Regions from separate parts of the Mus musculus genome. Here regions 1 and 2 are each linked to region 3. The links are chromatin contacts, called in public HiChIP or PLAC-seq and promoter capture Hi-C maps. All regions are on one chromosome and are shown on one strand. The core of a region is the stretch at or near the end of the contact, and the rest is flanking DNA. Distances in the headings are between cores, read along the strand shown.

The links. Promoter capture Hi-C pulls out the DNA fragments that hold promoters and counts their contacts. HiChIP or PLAC-seq counts read pairs in DNA pulled down with a chosen protein or histone mark.
Region 1: a promoter capture Hi-C map of liver shows a contact between it and region 3, with 3 times the contacts expected there. The contact joins the enhancer-like site here to the promoter of Nkx1-2 in region 3. A contact is called at or near these places in 3 of 39 promoter capture datasets (embryonic stem cells and liver), 1 of 484 Hi-C or Micro-C datasets (cortical neurons), 4 of 115 datasets of contacts at active chromatin or transcription factors (bone marrow-derived macrophages, embryonic basal ganglia, embryonic forebrain and 1 more) and 1 of 9 other capture datasets (adipose tissue).
Region 2: a contact with region 3 is called in an H3K4me3 HiChIP or PLAC-seq map of embryonic forebrain, with 4 times the contacts expected there. The contact joins the promoter of Gpr26 here to the promoter of Nkx1-2 in region 3. A contact is called at or near these places in 1 of 39 promoter capture datasets (embryonic stem cells), 1 of 115 datasets of contacts at active chromatin or transcription factors (embryonic forebrain) and 1 of 9 other capture datasets (embryonic stem cells).

What each region holds. Positions count from the first base shown.
Region 1 is chr7:131,880,541-131,884,659 of GRCm38.p6, reverse strand. No RefSeq gene overlaps it. Among named protein-coding and RNA genes, the nearest start is that of Gm34645, 55 kb to the right of the region's middle. Within about 2 kb of position 2,234, at least 3 of the 459 cell types and tissues checked have an H3K27ac peak or open chromatin away from gene starts, as enhancers often do.
Region 2 is chr7:131,964,592-131,968,190 of GRCm38.p6, reverse strand. Gpr26 (G protein-coupled receptor 26) reads right to left here and starts at 1,731. Exons shown (of 3, transcript NM_173410.3): 1 at 596-1,731. The coding sequence starts at 1,263.
Region 3 is chr7:132,598,120-132,602,104 of GRCm38.p6, reverse strand. Nkx1-2 (NK1 homeobox 2) reads left to right here and starts at 2,468. Exons shown (of 2, transcript NM_009123.2): 1 at 2,468-2,792. The coding sequence starts at 2,579.

The DNA.
Region 1 (4,119 bases), core at 985-3,484, 720 kb after region 3:
TTGCCATAGACATATCCGGAATAGTGTTTGACCAAGCAAACATACAAAAGTAACCACCACAAGAGTTACAGTAGAGAGCACACTCCACCATGCTCGAAGTGCCCCGGGGATATGTCTTCATTTCTCTGAGTCTCAAGTTTCTTCTTCAGTGAATGCGGGCATCCTTGGTAACTGTTTAAATGTTTTTTGACACTCATGGTTGGCTCCATACTCTTCTCTGAAAATTCTTAATAACATTTAAGATGATTTATTAATAATATTAATAAGTGCCCCAACTATGGTTTTGTGGGTGGACCTGAGTGGAGATGACATTCTCAACTTCTTGGCTACGTGCTTGAGAATATGAAAGGAGATGTCACACAAGTGCTCCTTGCCTAATGCACAGTACTTGGTCATATCATAGGTTCATCATGATTATAACACCAAGAAGTTCCTAGTCAGGCTGGGACTTCAAAGCCAGAAGGACCAGTGGGATGTAGAACTGGCTCTAGAAGATGGTCCAGGTAGAGTCTAATGCAGCCAAACATAAAGTCAAGAAATATATGCTGTTCTAATTGTATTTCTGTTGCTGTGAAAAAGTACTCAGGAAATAAACCAGCTTGGGTGTGTGTGTGTGTGTGTGTGTGTGTGTGTGTGTGTGTGTGTGGTTATTTCAGTGTCACTCGATCAGGTTTATCATAACAGCCCCAACTCCTGGTACCAATTTATGTTCTACTTTCACTTCTGTTTCTGTAATAAAATACCCTGATAAAAAGCAACTTAGAAAATAATGGGTTTATTTTAGCGTAAATTTTAAGGTGGTGATCCATCGTAGCACAGAAGGCACCAAGGCAGGGATCTTGAGGCAGCTACTCACAGCACAGCCACAGCTAAGAGCAGAGAAACAAATGCATATATGCTCACTTGTTTGCCTGCTTATGTGCAACTCAATTTCTCTGCTTCTATATGGTTCAGAACCCCCTGCCTAGGCAAGGGTTCCACCCAAAGTGGACTGGGTCTTCCCACGTCAATTTAGTTAATTAATCTTCCACAGTCATGTTCACTGAAAACCCATGGAGACAGCATCACATTAAGACTCTTTTCTCAGGTAATTCTAGACTGTATCCAGATGACAATTAAAGGCATTTACTTATCCTTGTTGGGAACTGGGAGGGTGGAAAGGGTCTAGGGGAGAAAGAGGAAGGGTATAAGGAACAGGAGGAAGCTCCAGCAACCCGAGTAAGTACCACACAGTGGACGTGGAAGGAAGGAGGCCCCAGTGTGGCTGTGCATGAGATGCAAAGCCACTGGAACTGCACTGCATGCTTCAGAACCCCCAAATAGTTGTGTCTTTGAGGAGACTCCCAGTCTCTCTGTGCCCCGAGTCCTTTCTAGGAATAGGGGCAACAGCACAGATGGAAATGCACGGTGCACAAGATTGGTGCTCGAGAGGGTAGGCAAGGCGATTTTTCAAGTTGGTATAGCAGGAGGTGTCACTTGCTCTGCAAGCCTTGTTGGCATTCCTCACTCTTAAGACTGGGTTCTTAAAGTCCCTCCAGTCTCCTCTGTGACTTGCTCCCTCTCTGCTGGTCCAACGACAGCACTTGAGATAGCTGACTTCCAGGCGAGGAGTCTCTGGCACCTGCCAGTACACCCTTACTGTTCCTTCTAACTGGAGCACTTTTGACTTTAGAACAAATCCCCTCCAGGGCTCACCTAGCACGGCTCGCAGTTACCCTCTCTCCATATGCCCCACTTCATATTCAAACAGCTCTGCTCACCTTTCACCTGGATTGTATTAGACAGAACGTATTTGAATTTTCTCATTTATTTTTGTCTCCCACTGGAACACAAACCCCACAAAAGGTGGGGGCTTTATCTTGGCCAGGTTTTCCTGTTTCCAACACCCTAGGTGTGTCACAGTTTTTCTTGTAATGACGAATTCCTTTTCTCACGGACATGTGAACTGGGGCTCAATGAGAGAATATTGCTTATCGAGAACTCTCTGCTCTCAGGCTTGGCTGGTCCCTGGGTGGTGTGCCGGTGGATATTTAAGATCTGGCACTCCAGGTTGTGTTTGCTGGTTTTACTGGTGTACATAGTGCCAAAATGGATGTTGCTAAATTATGTGTCTGGTGGGCTCTGAAAGAAAACAGTGTAAGCTGATGCAAAAAAGCTCTTGCCTGCCCTCCAGGCTGCGTCATATGCAGTACAGCTTCAAACCACCAGGGGGCAGCCTCTCCCCACTGAAGACATATACTCTCTCACCCCTCTGCACTTTTGCCAAGCAGGGCATGGTGGGTCCCTGTTTGGTTTCTGTGTTACCAGCAGTGCCTAGCCCTGGGTGGTTGTCTGCTGAAAACAGACATTGCCTGAACAAAAGTGAAGTAAGCGAAACAGATTGTAGGTCTGAATAGATCACTGGTGACCCCTGGTGAGGGGAGACTCAGTGAAGAAAGTCAGGATCCTGTCACCCTAAGAAGCTCTGGCAGGTGACACTTCCCAGCTTGCTTTTGGCTCTGTCTGAGGTCCTGACACCTAAAGGCCAGCTCAGGGTCCCTGGCTCATTCTCTTAACCCTGTCCAGTTGGGCCTTGTGGCTGAGACCAGCAGGCTAGAGTTCGACTTGGAATGCGTGAAATTGCCACATCCCCTTCTGGTATTCACTGTAACAGAGAGTAAGAACATTCCTTGGTAGGATCAAGCTCTGGGCCTTGCCTGGGTCTTCACCAAAGTGACTCCTTTACCCTGGTTAAGAAGCACGGGGCCAAGTCTGGAGCCTGTGTTTCCCAACAGTAAGTTCTGGCATTCATTTGCTGAGTGGTTTTCTGACAGCCAGCCCAAGGTACTGTGTGCTCACTGGACAGGAGTTTCTCCCACCCAGGCCTGTGGAGCCACCCAGTGGGGTCCCAGGGCCTCCTCACTGTTCCTCTTGGGATATTGTCTACCAGAGGCTGCAGAGGCTTCTATTCCCTTCCACGCATGCAAACGACAAACCTTAGGATCCTTCTTCTCTTCTCAGGCATCTCTAAGGGCCTTTACCCTTGGATTCACACACATCAACCACCAGTGAGGCCTGGTGGCAAAATATGAACAAAGCAACGTGTGGGGTTATCCCACTCCCAAGGAGCAGAGTTCAAACAGGAGTTCGGGGCCTAGGTCAGCCAATGAAGTCTGGAGAGGAAAATGTTGGGAGCCATTCCAGCAAAATGGCTCCCAACAGGGAGTAAGGTGGTGGTGGGGATACCCAGCCTCTTAGCTAGGGCTTCTTTCAGCTTCCTGGGCTGGTCAGTGGAGACCAAGCAAGACTGTTCCTCTGGTCAGCGAGAGTCATGTCCAGTCTGAGCAGCACAGCTGCACTTATAAAAACTGTGTGATTTTTCAGAAGGGAGGCTATAGCCATAAGTGTCACCTGGCTTTGCGCTAGCTGGTCCTTATGTCAGAGGAGAACTATGGAGCAAGACAAGGAAAGGCTTATCTTCCTGCAGTACTAACACTGTGAGGCAAGAATTGATGGCTCTGGTGTTTTAAAATGCAGGCAGCATCTTTAAAGGACATTGGCTAGGTTTTTTTAAAATGGAATTTGAGGACAACAGTACACAGGAGTCCCTAACCTAGAGCCTGGCCATTTTCTCACGGCCAGCATGTTGTATAACAGTCAATTCCCTGATGGGTGGGTCCAGTGCTGCTCCAGACCCCATCAGGGCCTGGGGTAAGAGGCCATTTGCTCTTTTGCAATCTCCCTTATTTGTCCAAAAAAAAAAAAAAAAAAAAAAAAAAAACTACACAAGAAGACCACACTGGCAGTTAAAATTGATTTTTTTTTGTTGTTGTTTGTTTGTTTGTTTTTCTGTTTTCTCATTTGTCCAACTCTTTTATGACTTGAGTGGAAAACAGATGGCATTCAGAGAAACTGAGGCAGGTGATGAGAGACTGCTATGTTGGGCTGAGGGTGGTGGAGTTTTAGGTCATAGTTTGGTCCTGTGGAAAGATATGTACTCTGTGACACAACTGGAACCCTCCTGTGCCCTTTGGATCATCCATCCATCCATGCCAGAGATCTAACAGAAGCACAATGAGAGATTTGCCAGGGATGAAGCTACACTCGCCCTCCTTCCACCCCTGTGAGCGCCCACTGGGG
Region 2 (3,599 bases), core at 482-2,981, 630 kb after region 3:
CCAGTCCATCTTTCCATTTGCCTCCCTCCTTCTTCTCCAAAGAAATAGCAAGTCAACAGAATGGAAGTGGTGGGCAGGCTTGGTTTCAGAAACCTGAGATACAAATTCTTTAAGGGACCTTGAGGTTCCAAGTCTAGAAAACGATGGACTGAACCTTCTAGGAAGGCAAGAAGAACTGGGGCCCTCAGAGCTCATCACTGGGAGAAGGTGCTATGGATTCTGTTTAATGAGGACTCATGCGAGGAGATCCAGGTGGCACCACACCCAGGACTGCAAAGACCCAGAGGAATAACACCCACCATTTGAAGAGTTCTTAAGGGTTTTCCAATCCTCTAGATACCCCTCTCAGATCCAAACCACTTTCAAGCTTCGAAAAGTGAACAGAGTTCACTGCCCAGAGTATAAGGGTAACAAGATGTTCTGGCTGGGGTTTCAGTCCCATGTTTCAGAAAGTGAAGCTCTAGGCACCCGTTTAAACAGGATCTGCTATTCCACCCGTGCTTAATGCCATTGATGCAGAAAGGGGATCTCCCGGGATGCTGGGACCTTCCTAACTCAATACCAAGTGCTCAGAGTCTTGGGTCAGGGCACTCACCTGGGGTGTATGTCCACCAACAGCACAAGCGTCTGCATGGTGATCACGTCGATGCGCTTGCAGTGGAAGCGGGCCACCTTGAGCACCTTGAGGTACGTGAAGCAGAGCACGATGAAGGAGAGCAGGAAGCTGAGCGCATGGAAGGCGCTGGTGAAGACAGCAAAGCGCAGGCGCTCGTCCGGCCGCCGGCTGCACAGTGTGCACGAGGCATATAGCTGGTGGAAGCCGAGCCAGGACAGGGCGAGCGCGGTGGCCGGGAAGGTGAGCGCGTGCAGCCACGTGTAGGCCACCATGAAGGCGGCATCTCGGAGGCGCATCTTGGCACGGTAGCTCAGCGGAAAGACCACAGCCACCCAGCGGTCGATGCTGAGCGCGGCCATGCTGAGCATGGAGTTGGCGGCCAGAAAGGTGTCGAGGAAGGCGGCCAGGCGGCACAGGCGGTCCCCGGCCGGCTGCCGTTGTGCCACGACGCCGGCCAGTGTTAGTGGCATGTTGACCACGGTACACAGCAGGTTGCCACACGTGAGGTTGAGAGTGAAGAGCGCCGGCGCCTGGCGGCGGATGTCAGCGCTGTGCAGGAGGCAGAGCAGCACCAGCCCGTTGGACAGCAGCGACACGCCGATAGTGCCCACCAGCAGCCCCGCCAGGCCCGCGTCCCACGAGTTCATGGTGCGCGCCCGCCGCTGGCGCTCAGGGCCCGCAACCCCGCGCCGCCATGGCGCAGCCTGCTGTCGACTCAGCCCCTAGGCGACACGGCAGCCCAGCGACCCCTGGCCCTTGTCGCCATGGCTACCCAGAGGGCATCCACCAACCCAGAAGCCCGCGCCACCCCCTGGGCCAGCACCTAGGCACGCAGCCTCCCGGAGCCCCGCGCCACCTCCCAGGCGAGCACCTGGGCACGGAACCACTCGGAGTCTGGGGTCACCTCACCGGCGATCACCTAGGCGAGTGTTCACTCCCAGTCCCGCACCACCTCTTGGCCTGTGCTCCTCTGACCTCCTGAAGTGCCCTGGAATCCGGGGTCGCAGTCTCCTGTGGTCACTGGCTTTGCGTCTGCCTGCACCCGCCCTTACTGGGTCCCTCTCAGCTCTGGCTCTGCTCCGCACACCCTTCTGCTTTGTGGCTTTCTCTCTGTCTCCCTCTCTCTGCCTCTGTGCTCAGTCTCCTGTGTGCTCTCACTTTCTGCCCCCTCCCCCTTCTGTCTCTCCCACCTCCAATTTTCTCCTCCCTTTCTTTCTCCTTTCTCTCTTTTTTCTCTTAGGAAACTGGCTGCTTCTGAGAAGGAAATCCCACCGATTCTCTCTCTCTCTCTCTCTCTCTCTCTCTCTCTCTCTCTCACACACACACACACACACACACACATACACACACACACACACTTGGAGGGAAGGAGCCCTACCGGCTCCCTTGCAGAATGGCTGGCTCCCAGTGGCTCCCCTCCTCCCCTTCCTTTCTATCCTCCCCTATATGAGCTGGAGACAGGCTGAGTCAAGAAATCTAGGAAAAGGGAAGAATGTCTGGGCACCCTCATGTCCCAGTGCTGCTTGTCCCTGCCTAGGTGACCAGACCTTGACCCAGTCCACCTGCCCCATAGCTGCCCAGCATCTAGGATTGCTGCTGTTATCTAAGATGAACTGGGGAGCTTGGCTAGGCTTCTGCTGAGCTGGGATAGAATTCACAGTTCTGTCTTGCATTATGGCCAGAGATCTCCTGAGATCTCCCCTCATCTATCTGCAGGCAGTTGCTGTACTGCTGGACACTGAGTCTCCAGAGCTTCGTCTCTTCACTCTCTAGTCATTCAGCTACACTCTCAGATATGGTGCAAGGTCACTTGAGGCTCACCGGGACATCCCTTGGGCATGCCATCAGTCAAGAACACACTCTGTCCATGGTCATCAGAAGTAGTCCTGGTGTAGCTGGTTCTGGACACTCATTGTGTCCTGGGCCAGCTGCTGTCCTGTCCATTCTGGGTGTGGCGAGCCAGCGAGTATAAGCTTATTAGGCATGTGGATGAACTGTTCAGAGAATGGGAGGATAGCGGATGTCTCTGTTTGATCCAGATCATCAGAGTTTGGGACATAAAGGGTCTCAGCCTCCCCTCAGGTAAACATGTGGGAACTGTGTCTCTTCTATCCCTAGTCCAGACTCCGTAGTTTCAAAGGTGCTTGGTGGACAGACAGGTGACAACTTTCAGAGCTTCCTCAGTCTCTTGCCTTTCTATGGGATGCTACCTCCTCCAGTGACCACCTACACTGTATTTCAGAGCCTGGTGAGATGGCCAGTGATGACTGTACATAGCCAGACCTCAGTCTGAAAGAAACCAAATATAGACAGTTTCCCTAAGGGAGCTGTTGTGTCTCCCCCATCACACTAATTATCTTCCCTCACATAGATTCAAGGATGGAGGGGGTTAATCTAAAGCACCTGCAAGTCAGAGAGAACAATGGCCTTTCTCTTCTACACCTTGACAGATGCTAAGCACCACTATAATGAATATACCCAAGAGTGCCCAGGACAGGACCACTTCTTACCAGCTTCCAAGGGTGCCTGGGAACCCTTCTGCAACCCCCCTTAAGAGGCAGCACATTGGTAATAGAAACCTGACACTCTAAGGGCATTTATACCACAGAAACAAACAAATGTCACAGCTCAGCCCGCCCCACCCGCAATCTGAGCCCGTGGTTAAGCAGTTACCAGCACATCACTCACTGACCTCACAAGACCCTGAGCCAAACACCCATCTTCCCCGAGTCTTGGCTTCCTTATCTGTTTTTTAGAGCTGCGTTGATACTGTGTGGAAGTGGTTTTGCCTCTCAGGGAAGAGAAAAGCAAGCAGAATGCTGTCATCCTTCTCAGCCCTTGGTCTCCTCATGGGGCCTACAGAACTCAGGTTGGCTGTGCATCTTCATCTCTTGCTTGGTTGATGACAACAACAATGTGGGCTGTTCACCCATGTGTCTCCCTGCTTCCACAGACTGTCTTGATAAGCCTCTCCCCTGGGATG
Region 3 (3,985 bases), core at 1,219-3,718:
TGAGTCAAGCACTTTTTCTCAGTTGTTCCCAAAGGGAGGTTCTGCTGCCTTATGGTTCGTGCAAAACAAGTAGCCAGAAAAAAAGGCTCCCTTAAGCTTCCTGCTTCCACTCCCCCATCAACAGAAGGACGTCTTTGGGTGTTTGCCTGTGGGCTGAGTGAGTGAAGCGGTGTTGAGAGAGAGACACATAGGTGTTTCTCCCATCTCAGAGTCCTGGAGGCTCATACTGCGGTGAACACACAAGAGAAATGGTGAGATGGTGAAGAGAGGAATTTAAAACCAGCCACACACAAGAAGGCCTGTCTACAGATCTGTAGGCTACAGTACGTGACCTCTCCTGCTTGTCCCTTTTCTGTGTTTAGCACCATAGACTTCAAAGGAAAGATAAATCCTAGGAGAGGAAACACTTTCTATAATGTAAACAACAACAACAAAAGATAACTGATCCCAGTTCTGTGTGATCGTGGCTGGGGAAGGGGTCTGTCCCTCTGCTTTGGGATGTGATGCCCCTAGAACACTTGCTAATCCCCAGTCCTAGGAAACGACTCAATGTGTCTTCCAGAGAAAAAGGTAAGGCAAGGAATCATGGAAAACCACAAACATTCTATGGATTCCCGAATGAGTGACCTTAGGCAGATCTTTCCCAGCTATCCTGAAAAACCTAATATATATGGAAAAAGGAAAAAAGGAATTGGGGTTAGTAGGGGATGAGAGACAAGGAAACCGAAGACTTATAAAAAATGTGGGAACTAGGTGAGAAACGGTTATCCAAACAGAAGACACAGTATGCGCATTACTGAAGAATCTCTGATTTGCACGCATTGTCCCTTGGCCTGACCTCTGGGTTGTCTTTTCCCTGAGTTTCACAAAGCGCGCATTCCCTTGGCAAGGGTGGGGGTCGGGGGTTGGGGGTTCTGGTGGGCTTGGTCTGGGCACTTCCTTCCCTTAGCTTTAAAAGCTCATTCCGTCTTTACTTTAGGTCTGGAGCTGGCTTGAATTTCGGCAAGGCTTTAAAGTCGGCAGGGAATATGGTGGCCACCCCTGGGAGGGGCTGAAAGGTTTGAATGAGAAAAGCTACAAGGAGCAAGCCCCCAAGGACACCTCTTTAATAACAGATTGGATGAGCAGCTCCCAGCACTTTAGTGAGGAGTCCCCTCCTCTTCCTACTTCTTACCTGCTTAGACAATATTAATTGTCAAGACATTGTCTGGGAACCACATGGGGCAAAGAAGAAAGAAGTGGCGGGGGGGGGGGGGGGTTCCAAGGCGGTTCTGTGCAGAGGGGCTAATGCTTCAGAATTTGTCGCTGAAATGAATGCCTTAAAAAAAAAAAAAGGAATATCACCGTGGGTGTGGCTATGCAGACTTTCCCTCACTGCTAATGCCGGCTGTCCTCCCTGGAGACTTGGGGGGCAGATGGGGCCATTTTAATCGGCTCTCATCTCTGGTCTTAAATTCAAACCACTAGGCATCTTTTAACCTTTTCCTTCTTCACGCTGGGAAAGGAACCCAGAGAGTCAATTTCTGATGTTAATGATAGAATCTGTGACTGAGAAGTCCTGACAGGCAATGAAAATGGTATCCGAGGAGGGATACTCACCTTTAGCCAAGCCACCTAGCCCTAAGCCTTCAGCTCTCTGGGCAGGCGTATTTCCATAGACCCCTTTTGACCAGGCCCTGCTGGTCTTCCGAGTGGAAAGAAAAAACTCCCCTCCAAGAAGGTTCCCCCCCCCCCCCCGCACACACACACATATCCTAAGCCATCAGGATGACCTGAAAAACCTTGGCCCAGTCCAGACTCTTGTCATCTGTAGCGCCACCGCTCATCTTTGAACCTCATTTTCCTTCTGTTTGAAACCACAGACTGTGGTTCCCAGGCCACACCCACCTCACAGGGGGGAATGCCTAGAAAATCAAAAGAGAGTGAGAAAGCCCCAGGGCTTTATAAACTGTAAATGCACAGAGGCTTTAAAATTTTTACGTAAATGTGCCCGAAGCCTTTACTGTGGTTCAGGGATGGGGCTTGAGATGCACCGTGCATCATGGCGAAGCAATCAGGTCTGGCCTCTGTGGCATCGCCAGGTCAAAGGAAGATGGCAAGTGCCCCAAGAGAAATAAGTAAACTTCAGTCAGGTGAATGTGTGTGCAGATGAGGTAGCGGAGATGGAATCCTCCCTCACGCCCTTCACGAGTCTCCGCAGCATGGAAAGATTTTCACACAGCATGCCACGGTGACCCGGCGAACCGGGAGCGCGCATTGGCGCGCGAGGGTCCCTCTAGTCAGCGCTCCCTCCCCCCTCCGGCTGCCCAGGATAGTCTCGTGGAGGCTGCAAGCGCTCACTGCACGTGGAAGGGGTCTGGCCAGCTCAAGTGCCAATCCTCAAGCAGCCCCCCCCCCCGCCCCCTTCCCCGCTTCTCTCCTCCCGCCCCGCCTCCTTGCCCCCCTCTACAGCTTCACTTGGCGGGGAAATTCCAGTTCGCGGCTGGAGAGCTGTGGCCAAACCACTGCAGAAGACAGCGGCTGAGCGCATCCAGCCCCGACCCCAGTACGGCTGGCCTCGGGCCCGCGGGAGGCGGGCATGTTGGCATGGCAGGACGTCGGGGCCAAGGCGGCCCCCTCTCACCACAAGATCTCCTTCTCTGTCTTGGACATCTTGGATCCGCAAAAATTCACGCGAGCTGCCCTCCCGCCGGTGCGTCTCGCTGCCCTGGAAGCCAAGAAAAGTTTAGAAGAGGTGGAAGCAGGGCAAGATGCTTGTTCGGGGAATCCAATCGGGTCACAGGAGACCCCTGGTAAGAATGTGAGGCGGTTTTAAGCCTAAGTGGTGTGTGTGTGTGTGTGTGTGTGTGTGTGTGTGTGTGTGTAGTAGTCAAGGTTTATTGGTAGCCTGGGAACTAGAAAAGGTGATCCCGCGCAGGTGCGAAGCGAGCCATCCCTACTTGGAAGAGGACAGAGGTAGGGACGTGGCTGAGATTGCCAGGACCAGTGTGTGCTTTTTTCCTGAACACCTGCTCAGTGAATGAGCGCCACAACTCTGACTGGCTCACATAAACTACAGCTCAGGCTCACTGATCTAATGGAAGTGTATTGTGCTCTCCACGTGCTAGAACCTGGGCGAGGAGCTTGGGATAAAGGTTATGAAAATACCTTCCAACTATGTAGTGTCATTAACACCACTCCCATTTTATGTATGGGGCAACCGAGGCTCGGGCCTTCCCCGGATTAGGTGCTTTTTTTTCAACCACTCGGAAACATCTTTAGAGCCCATGCTCTTTCCCGGACTCAACAGGGGACGCCCCCACCCCCAATAGCTTTTGGTGTTCTCTTCTAGACCTTTCCCCCTTATCCCTGAAGTTGGTGGACACAAAAGAAAGGGTTCCGGAAAGTTTGTGGCTGGAAGAACTTAAGATAGCAGGATTCATGCTTAGTGGGACATGAGCATGGGATTGATTATCTGGGGAGACGCTGAAGGTCTAGGGATTCAGGTCCCAGGGAGGGCTGTATATAGCACAGCCCCTCCTCCTCCTTCCTAAGTTTGGAGGTGATTGTCTGGGGCCCCCGGAAGCCTCTGGTGGCCTGGCTTGGGTCCCGGCCGCGGGCCTGGATTAATTGTTTGGATGGTCTCTCTGTGGGGCCGCGCTCCCCTCCCCCTAACTCCTTGATCGATATTCTATTACTGGCGCCTGCATATCTCCTGCCCGCAGCTTGCAGGTACTGACTTCAAACCCCCTTTCCCTGTCTGATCCTAATATTGTTCGATTAAAACTTACCTTTAATAGATGACATCTATCGATCAGGCCCCGGACAAATCTGAAACTCTATTAACACTACTGGAGAGAGAAGATGGGAAAGGGGGAATTTCTCTTTTTTGGGGGGATGGGGGTTTAATAACTTCTTTTTTAATTGCTAGGAGTTGCACAGCAACATAGGCTCCTAGGGACTAGAGAGATGCACTAGTAAACGCACTTGACATTCCCTATCATAA